2 separate regions of the Mus musculus genome follow, and region 2 is linked to region 1. A link is a contact called in public promoter capture Hi-C data. All regions are on one chromosome and are shown on one strand. Each heading gives the region's core, a stretch centred on a gene start, on an enhancer-like site or on the middle of the called end of the contact. The rest is flanking DNA. Distances are from core to core; before and after follow the strand shown.

The links. Capture Hi-C pulls out chosen DNA fragments and counts their contacts.
Region 2: a contact with region 1 is called in a promoter capture Hi-C map of adipose tissue. The contact joins two enhancer-like sites. A contact is called at or near these places in 2 of 484 Hi-C or Micro-C datasets (rod photoreceptor and stem cell-derived neural stem cells), 1 of 115 datasets of contacts at active chromatin or transcription factors (CD8 T cells) and 3 of 9 other capture datasets (adipose tissue, liver and pancreatic islet).

What each region holds. Positions count from the first base shown.
Region 1 is chr4:8,744,847-8,749,295 of GRCm38.p6, forward strand. All of the region lies in intron 1 of Chd7 (chromodomain helicase DNA binding protein 7), which reads left to right. Among named protein-coding and RNA genes, the nearest start is that of Gm46841, 30 kb to the left of the region's middle. Within about 2 kb of position 2,450, at least 21 of the 459 cell types and tissues checked have an H3K27ac peak or open chromatin away from gene starts, as enhancers often do. A contact at or near this core is called in adipose tissue, liver and stem cell-derived neural stem cells, where this site is marked.
Region 2 is chr4:8,835,892-8,840,743 of GRCm38.p6, forward strand. It overlaps Chd7 (chromodomain helicase DNA binding protein 7), which reads left to right. Exons shown (of 38, transcript NM_001277149.1): 16 at 2,660-2,870; 17 at 3,534-3,729; 18 at 4,498-4,665. Among named protein-coding and RNA genes, the nearest start is that of Gm46842, 73 kb to the right of the region's middle. Within about 2 kb of position 1,825, at least 130 of the 459 cell types and tissues checked have an H3K27ac peak or open chromatin away from gene starts, as enhancers often do. A contact at or near this core is called in adipose tissue, liver and stem cell-derived neural stem cells, where this site is marked.

The DNA.
Region 1 (4,449 bases), core at 1,200-3,699:
TTATTAGACTGTGTGACAGACAGGCTTCTGTGGGGCCACTCGAAGTTGCACGAAACAAGACGACCATGCCGAATTCGTTTCATTGGTATGGTAGGAGATGTGTGGCCTCTGGGCTAAGGCCAGGGTGCTGCCTGCCAGCTCATGGTCTGGCTTCAAGGAGATGGCTTCAGGGAGTGAACATTAAACCTGGGCTGCTAAGTGTGAAGGCCTTTCTCTAAAGGTTGTAATTTTCTGTTCTTGTACCAGAGTGGCACAACTTGGGGATGGGGCAGTTTTGATCATTTAGAAAAAATGCCCAGGGCCTTAAGCGTCTTAAGTTGTTAGGTCAGTGCTATTTGTTACCTTTACAGCAATTACTGGTTCTCAGTAATGGGGGTTGGGAGGTTTTCATCTGAAAGGCAGTTTAGAATATCCAGCCATCTCAAGGTTATGTAGAAATAACTGAAAGGTTTCTGCAAGAAACCTGTGAAACAGTACGTTATGTAACATGGCACCAGACTATTGTTAACTGAAATCTTTTGCCTTAAGAAAACGATCAGTAAGCAGATGGACATATTGTAAACCACCCTTAGATGTCCACTGCTTAGAACCTATTAAATATTCAAGTCTGCCACTAAGAACTGGTGAAGCTTTTTGGATGAAGTCATCGTTGTTGGTCAGTTGCGGATACCAGAACCTTCTTTTCCTTTAAAAGCTTTACCATTGTATTGCTTGGTTGGTTTCCTGGAACAAGTGTCACTTGTTATTGTTTGTTCTCACTTCGAGTGGTCCTCCAACCTGCCACTGAGGAAAAACTCCTAGACTGAGAGCAAGTGTCCCAACATTCATATGCAGATTCCACGTGCAGGGTCAAGGGTGGGGGTGGGGCTGAGGGATGCTCTGAGACTGTATTTTGCAAAGTGGCTGAGGTCTGGTTTTCCTGTCCCCAGACCCCCAATTCAAAGGGCAAGCCTCTAATCTCTAGGAAGAGTGAGGGAAACATCGTACAGCAGAATGCACGGTGCTCTGTGACCCTTGGCTTTAAGGCTTTCACACGAAGCAAGCCATGACTCATTGAGTCAGTAGTCTACAGAGGATTGGCCGTTCTCGGGACTTTAGAGAACACGCAAGGGCCTGACTCCGTGGCAGAGTCCAGCTGAGGGAGAAGGAGCAGGAGGAGGATGTGGTCCTGCAGGGACAGGAGGATGGTGAGGTGGTCTAGGTCTAGACAGACCTGAGACAGCCCAGCAAACTGAGCGAGTTCGGAATCCTCCAGGGGATTTACTAGAGCAGCTGGCTGCCTGGGGACAGGGCCACATCTGTTTGGTTGAGTGTTGGATATGCAGGGTGTCGGATGTCTTACATCATCATGATTGGTTATTATCTGGTGAAAAAAAATACACGCCGTCCCTGCAATCATTGTTAAGGTTTAAAACTCACTTTATGGTTCTGGGGATCAAATCCAAGGTCATATATTTACTAAGCGTGCCCTCCATGTGAAGTTGCATGACCAGTCTCTCATTCATACCTTGTTTGTTTATTCACTCCTTTATTTACTTCTGTGGTGGTGTTTTTAAGACAGGCTCTCACTCAGTAGCACTGGATTGGGATTGGATAAGTAGACCAGGCTGACCTTACACTCACAGTGAACTCCACCTGCCCCTACCTCCTGAATGCTGGGATTAAAGGTGTGAGCCACACCACTTCTAGCTCCCAGGTTTATTTTTAATACATTATTTGGACTAATCCATGCCTTCAAAAGGAACACCACCATTCTAAATAATTTTCTGTACAGTTCAGAATTATTCCTAAAATGATCAAAATGGAAATCTGTGTTAGGAAATTGAGGAAGGAGAGATGTGGTAGGTTGAAAGTGTAGTTAAAATGAACATATAGAAAAATACCACATAGTATAGCGCAGGGGATGATATTGGCCTTTGAATCAATACAAACTTTCGTGACCAAGATTGTCACTATTCAAAATGGTCTTTCTCCAACGGGACCTTCAGGAAGCAGTGGGTAGCGTTTTTGTCGGTGGGTTTCTGCACCGCCACAGGTGTTACATCTTTGCCCTGTCTGATGAGTAGCCCTTGAACACTTGAATTCATGTGGTTTTTAAGAGTCAGAACTGCATTTTAAAATTCATTTATTTTTAATGATTTTAAAAGGCAACACATGGCTGGCTTAGGGAGCACAACCGTAGCGTACCCCACAGTGCCCAGGGACATTAACGTGGAGGAAAATGTGATCTTGGCCAGAGAGTTCCGGAAGGGCCCCGCTTAGTCCAGGAGGCAGATTTGAAGCTGCCTGGTGATGAACTGAGGTTCTGATGTTGTGATTTGGAGGCACTTCCTGATTTCTTTATCTGGATGTTTGTCATCTGGAGAGATGCCTTGCCCAAAGGCAAGCCTTGGCCCCACTGGACTTGCCTCTTTCCAAGTTGGCTGTTGAAGGCTGTGTTGCCAGTGGGGAGGTGGCTGCCCATGGGCTCTGTTTAGTACTTTCAGTTTGAATTCAGGCTCAGCAGCGAACCCTTTATCTTCTGTGTGTTCACTTATCACCATGTGGATTCCGTTCTTGTCTTGATAGTACTGTCTCCTTGGTGACAGAGTGGCCTCTTTCTGGGTTGTGGGGAGGGTGGTGATACACTGTGTTCCAGCGGCAGGGCATGCCTTGGGAAACTGATGTATACTTCCCTCCATGCAGAGTCTCTGCCAGTTCTTTTCAGGACCTTTGGAGGTAAAGGAGAGAAGTTGAGCAAGCCACCCACAGTGGAGCTAGCAGGGAGCCCGGAAATCCTCAGTATCTCACGGGCAAACACCCTACAAAACTTCATACTTGCCAAAGTGTGCTGGACATTCAGGGAAGAGCTCTGCTGTCCGAGGGCTTGAACTAGAGGAATTATTTGCATCCGAAAGGTGTTTTGAATTCGTCCCTTTCCTGGATAGGTTTCTGATCTGTGCCTGTGAATAAAACCTCTGCACTGTGGTACTGCATTAAAGCTCGGGCACAAAGGCCCGAGAATTTCTAGAATTTCTAGAATCTGCATTAAGTAGAACATCAGTGTGACACTGTCCAATAAAAACTAACTTAGAATGACATCATTTACAGCTCAAGGATTTCTAACTCCTATTGCCTTCGTGTGTATTTGTTGCTCTTAGTGCTGATTTTGATGTCTTTAATTTCAAAAAGATTTAGAAATCTCGTGGCACTCGGGATGGAGCCCAGGGTTTTGTCCGTGCTGGGCCAAGGCTAGGAGCTACCTTCTCAGCTCACTGCTGGTTCTTTGTGCTGTTTACTTGTTTAGACCTGCCTGTTGATTCCCAGGGAAATGACCAGCAGTCCCCACTTGGTCCTCTTACCCGCTGTTCCTAACCGTGCGCTCTGATGGAGTTCCTTGAGAGGAATGTGCTTCTGTTTGGTGAAGAAGCTGTGCTTCATGGCCTGGTCTCTGACCAAGGTGGAGCTGATGTGAGCCCCTGCCCGCCTTCATCCCTGCTCATTCCTTACAGTTGCCTGTCCATTCAGGGAACTGTTTGCCATTCAAACTTTAATCTAGGTTCCATTAACTTATATAAGGGCTTTTTTCATCTGTGAAGAGGAGCATGGGCCAGAGGCCCAACAGTGCTTGCCAGCTCTGAGCTGCTTGCAAGTGGCATCGAGCTTCTGCCCATGCTGATGGTCCCCTTCGGTCACAGTCCTGTGCCCCCCTCTCACCTCGGCACCAGTGCATCTTGTGAACTCTCTTTGAGTTACACCCCAGTTATTAAAATGTTTCTCTAGGGTGCATTTAATGCATAACTACTAGGAAGTGAAGCATTTTTTCTGATTGTTACTCTTAGGTGTGGCCCTCTCGACAGTGATATAGGCACAGGTGGCATTCAGTGTAGAGAAGGGTGCAGCCTTCAAAGTGGAGCTTTATTTTAAACATGTTATAAAAACTGAGACTCATGTTGCAGCTGCAATTTGGGAAAGTGGTCATTCACGTGGTCTTAATAAAAAAAAAATTGACCAAAATCAATTAATTAAGTTAGGTCAGATCGAAAGTATGGACCATGGTTACCAGATGGATTCCTGGCACAGTTGCCAGTTGGTCTGAGGTGTCAGAAAAGATTCAAGGTGGCCTTGGTGGCCGGAGAGCTAGCAATCACTGATGGTAGATTTCGATCCACAGGTTTTTAAGTCCTGCCTGGGCCACACCTGAGGTGGTCACAGCTGCAGTGGGTCACATGCTCACTTGATGCCGTACAATGCTGGCATTTTTCATGCCTCCGGGAGTGGATTCTTAATGGGAATGAATAGGGAACCGGAAGGAGGGAAACAAAGCCAAGCGTCTGGTATAATTACTCTCAGCGAGCCTGGTTTGTCTCTTCTTGTGCCCGTACAACTTCTTTTCCCCTTCTGCTGGGTCCTTAGCTGATAAAAAGCAAGCGTCAAGTCCACTGCTGCTACTTCAAGCAGGCTCTGCAG
Region 2 (4,852 bases), core at 575-3,074, 90 kb after region 1:
AAGAATAAATAACACAGTGACTGTTAGGGAGGGGTTCTTGTACCCATTTTTTTGGAAAGTTAAAAAAAAAAAAAAAAAAAAAAAAAACATGTACGTTAGGCTCCTAGCTCCAGAGACAGTGAGACAGTGTATCTCATGGACATCTCAGGGATTGGTCCAGGGCCCCACTGCACACTCTTATCCAGGCTTATCCAGGATCTGTAACTGAGCTCTCATGGAGTTATGGCTGTGTCCAAGTGGCACCCGCAAGAAAGTTTAATCATCCGTAGTAAGCTGTTATGAACTAGTCGTAAGAGAGGAAAGTGCACCAACTGGCCTAAACTTCTATTCTACAGAGCATGTCTTTGGAAAAGTAGGAGCAAATCTGTACATTGGTGGGAGTGGTAAGATAAGCTTAGTGGGAGAGAACTCTGGATGGTGGGAGTACATGCCATAAAGATGCATGTGGTTGAAGAGTGTCTGCATATGGTAGCCAGAGTCCCCGGCAAGTAGCAGCTCTCTGTGGAAGGAGGAAAGCTCTACTCTTCTTTCCAGTTGCCTTTGCTCTGCATACAAGATGAATGCACTACCAGCTGCACTTTAACTAAGTAGTTGAGTTTATCATAACCCATATCCAGTTGATGTTTTCAAATCTAACCTCAAAGGAAATCTTTAATTGCTAATTTTTAAATTTTGTCTTGTGATACATGGGGCAGAAATTGCAACTGTCTCCAGATGTTTGACCCCGGTGTTCACGTCCCATCCCATGACTCACAACTGCTTATAACGCTGTCTTGGGAGGACCTGATCCCTCTGGCTCTGCAGGCATCCACTCTCGAATGCACACATGCACACGTATGCACACACTTTAAATTCTAAAAGTTAAAGGAAAGAAATTATCAGTGGCATCAAAAAGGCAGGAGTGTTGTTTTGCTGCTTCTTAATAAATTTAAAATTTTATAATGTGAGTTTAGATTTCTCTTTGAATTATTTATGTTTCAATTTTTCACTAAAATAATTCCAGCCTGCCTGACATTTGCTTTCTCAAAGTGAAAGTCTCATTTTTAAAAGACAATTCCTTGATCATTAAGTGGTTTTAAACTATATTACACTTCATTTTTATCCCGGGTTGTATGCCTCATAGACAAAGAATACCCAAATATCATAGGGTTAAATTATTCATTTCTAAATCGTAAGCATCTTATGAGCATTATACAAAAGAGTAAAACTTACTAAAAGATATAATGTGATAATTCACTGTGAGTCTCTGTGTGAGCCCAGGAGAGCTTTCTGAACCTAGTGCCTGCCAGGTCTCCAGACCGCAGGCCTGGGGACACCATCACCTTTAGTCAGGGACACTGTGGCTTCTGTCCTTAACATGGCATCTCCTCCTTATCTTTCCTTGGTCTGTTTCCACACTTACAGAACTAATCTGAATCTCAGCTTTTTGTTCTTGTGGAAGGCGACTAAGGGTCAGGCCCTTCCGAGAGAGTTGGCATTTTCTGCCCGGTTCACTTTGTGAAAAGGTCGTGCACCTGTGGAAGGCCTGGCATTCGCTCCAAACATCAAGTGGCTTTAATCTGCCCTTGATGATTCTTAACTCATCTAGTGTTCTCTGTATGACCCCATGGGGACAGCCTCAACACCACCTTAAATGGAAGCAAGACTGTCCTTCACTGGCATTGTGTTGCCTGTGGAGGTGCCATAAGCCGTTACAGTGGCCTTCCTGACCCAACCCGACCTTCAGACGCCTTTGGGAGATTTCTGTAACCCACATCGGTACGTCACATACAGTGGGAGGAAGTTCCTGGCACAGTATAATGGCAGGAAGTGAGTGCTTGGGGTTAAACTTGGTGTGCTTTCGTTCTCAAAAGCATCTATGATAGGAGAAGAGTGTGAAACCCAGCCCTGTGTACTGGGGGCCCAGAGGCCAAGGAGGGGGCCAGATCACCTCTGCTTCACTCCAGCCAAAGGACTGGAGCATTGAGAGAAGCCTACCTGCCGCTGCCTGAACCCACAGCACGATGGAGGCCGTAGCTGTGAGCCTTCCTCCTCGGGGACATGTCCTTCCACTGAGTGCTCTACCGCACTCTGTGAGCCTTCCTCCTCGGGGACATGTCCTTCCACTGAGTGCTCTACCGCACTCAAACTTCTGCACAGTGTAGAACATCGAGAAAGGGGACTTAGCCAGGAAGCCATAGGTTGCCTTGGTTTTCATCTTTGGAGGGTTTGGGCATTGCTGTTTTTGTTTTACTCAGCTGACACCCCCTTCGCCTGTAGTTCAGGCTCTAGCTTTTCTGTAGGTATTTGGCCCTTGGCTTGTTTTCGACACCTATGGCCTAACAGTCTGTTGTTGAAATCTGGGTGTGTTTTGTTTGGTTGGTTTTGGTTTGGTTTTGTTTTGTTTTGTTTTTTAATATAGTCAGCAAACATTTGGTGGCTGGAAAATGTGGATCTCTCTCCAAACTGCCTCAGTATATGGAACTTAAAACTTTGGTCCCTTTTTAGGCCTGTGGTTATGTGTGGATCTAACTTGGAGTAAGCAGGTGGCTTCCTGCTCTTACATGTGAATGGGATATTCTGATTTTGCCAGTTTGCTGTGGGTTTTGAAAGCAAATCCATTGTTTTTAGTAATAAAAACCTCTTACAGTATTCACGTCATGCCATCCAATCTCTGCAGGTGCTGAAGAGAAAATTTTGGAAGAGTTTAAAGAAACACACAATGCAGAGTCTCCAGATTTTCAGCTCCAGGCAATGATCCAGGCTGCTGGCAAGCTGGTGCTGATTGACAAGCTGCTGCCAAAGCTGAAGGCTGGTGGCCACAGGGTGCTTATCTTCTCCCAGATGGTGCGCTGCTTGGACATCCTGGAAGACTATCTCATCCAGAGACGGTGAGGCCACTGCATAGAAACAACAGAGAGAGAGGGCAGGATGCGGTGTGAGTCACCTAGAAGTGACATTTACAGTAGAGGTGGCAGAGTGGGAACAATATATCACACACCCCCCCCTTTCAAAGCCACAGTTATATATAAGGGCATCTTACATGAGAGCAGGGGGCACTGTGTACTTTTTTTTTTTTTCTGAGACAGGGTTTCTCTGTGTAGCCCCTGGCTGTCCTGGAACTCATTCTGTAGACTAGGCTGCTCTTGAGCTCACAGAGATCCACTTGTCTCTGCTTCCTTAGTGCTGGGATTAAAGGCGTTTATCACCACCGCCAGGTATATGTAGGTTTCTTTGTTTGTTTGTTTTATGCTGCATACTTTTGTGAGCAGTTTTTCTTCATTTCGTTCAACTTGGGGAGAAGAGTTCTTACTTAAAATTAAAATGTATTTTATCAGCTGTTTTTAGAGTTTAGCTGTTTCCTTGAGGAAGTAAAACAAAACTTTAAATCTTGAGTGTTCTGGCAGTTGTATGGAAAACACTCCTGATTTGAAGTATTTATGCTAAATCCTTCTATTATGTGAGTGCATATTCCATATTGGAATACTTATTTGAAAGCAAAAATGAGCGAGCATATGGTAGCTGTGGGTCAGGCCTCCGTGTTGTATTTCCAGGTACCCATACGAAAGGATTGATGGCCGGGTCAGAGGCAACCTCCGCCAGGCAGCTATTGACAGATTCTCCAAACCTGATTCTGATAGGTTTGTGTTCCTCCTGTGCACACGGGCAGGAGGGCTAGGCATTAACCTCACTGCTGCTGATACCTGCATCATCTTTGATTCAGACTGGAATCCCCAGAATGACCTCCAGGTAAGTGGGGGCAGGCCACCTGTCCCCAGTGCCTCTCGTGACAGACTTATCAGTCACACCAGTGAACTAGTGTGTCATTGCCTTTGTCTCCTGACTCAGAGGATATCAACTAGTGATCACCTGATGTGTGATATGAGAGGAAACCCTTTAGAGTGTTGGTATCGTTCCAAACTGCACCTTTCATTATTTCAACAATGTGTGGTTTTAGAACTAACTAGAGAGACATGTGTTTCTTTTCGTTCTTTTGTTTTGTTTTGTTTTGTTTGTTTTTTGTTTTTAGAGACAGGGTTTTGCTGTATAGCCCTGGCTGTCCTGGAACTCACTTTGTAGACCAGGCTGGCCTCGAACTCAGAAATCTGCCTGCCTCTGCCTCCCGAGTGCTGGGATTAAAGGCGTGCGCCACCACACTCGGTGAGACATGTTTGTTGAGTTGATCACTTTGGCTGCCATAACAGAATGCTATGATGGGGTAGCGTAAACAATATCCATGCCTTTTTCAAGGTTCTGGAGTTGAACTGTGAGGTCTGGATGCCAGCAAGATTAGGTTATTGCTGCATAGACAGCTGTCTTCCTCCTGCTGCTTCTTACAGGACACTAATCCTGTTCATCAGGGCACCACCCTCGTGACCTAATTACCTCTGAGTCCTCATCTCTAAATCTAACATTGAGATCAGCTTTTAACCCACGTAATTAGGGAGGACACAGACCTGTGTGTGCTCCACAGTCCTGTGCTCCATTGCAGCAGCCTTTGGTTCCTTTTCTTTCTAGGCTCAAGCTAGATGCCACAGAATAGGGCAGAGCAAATCTGTGAAAATCTACAGGCTGATTACAAGGAACTCCTATGAAAGGGAGATGTTTGACAAGGCTAGTCTGAAGCTGGGTCTGGATAAAGCCGTGTTGCAGTCCATGAGTGGAAGAGAAAATGCCACTAACGGGGTAAGAAGAAACTGCCCAGGTTGTGCGTTCAGTCTGCCTTCCTTTTGCATCCAGCTAATTGTTAGGAAGTATTTGACATTGTTTTTTGTTGTTTATTTTCTTGAGACAAGGCCTCACTATGAGCTCTTGCTGGCCTGGAACTTGCAGATCCACCTGTTTTTAACCTCCTGATTTCTGGGTTTAAAGG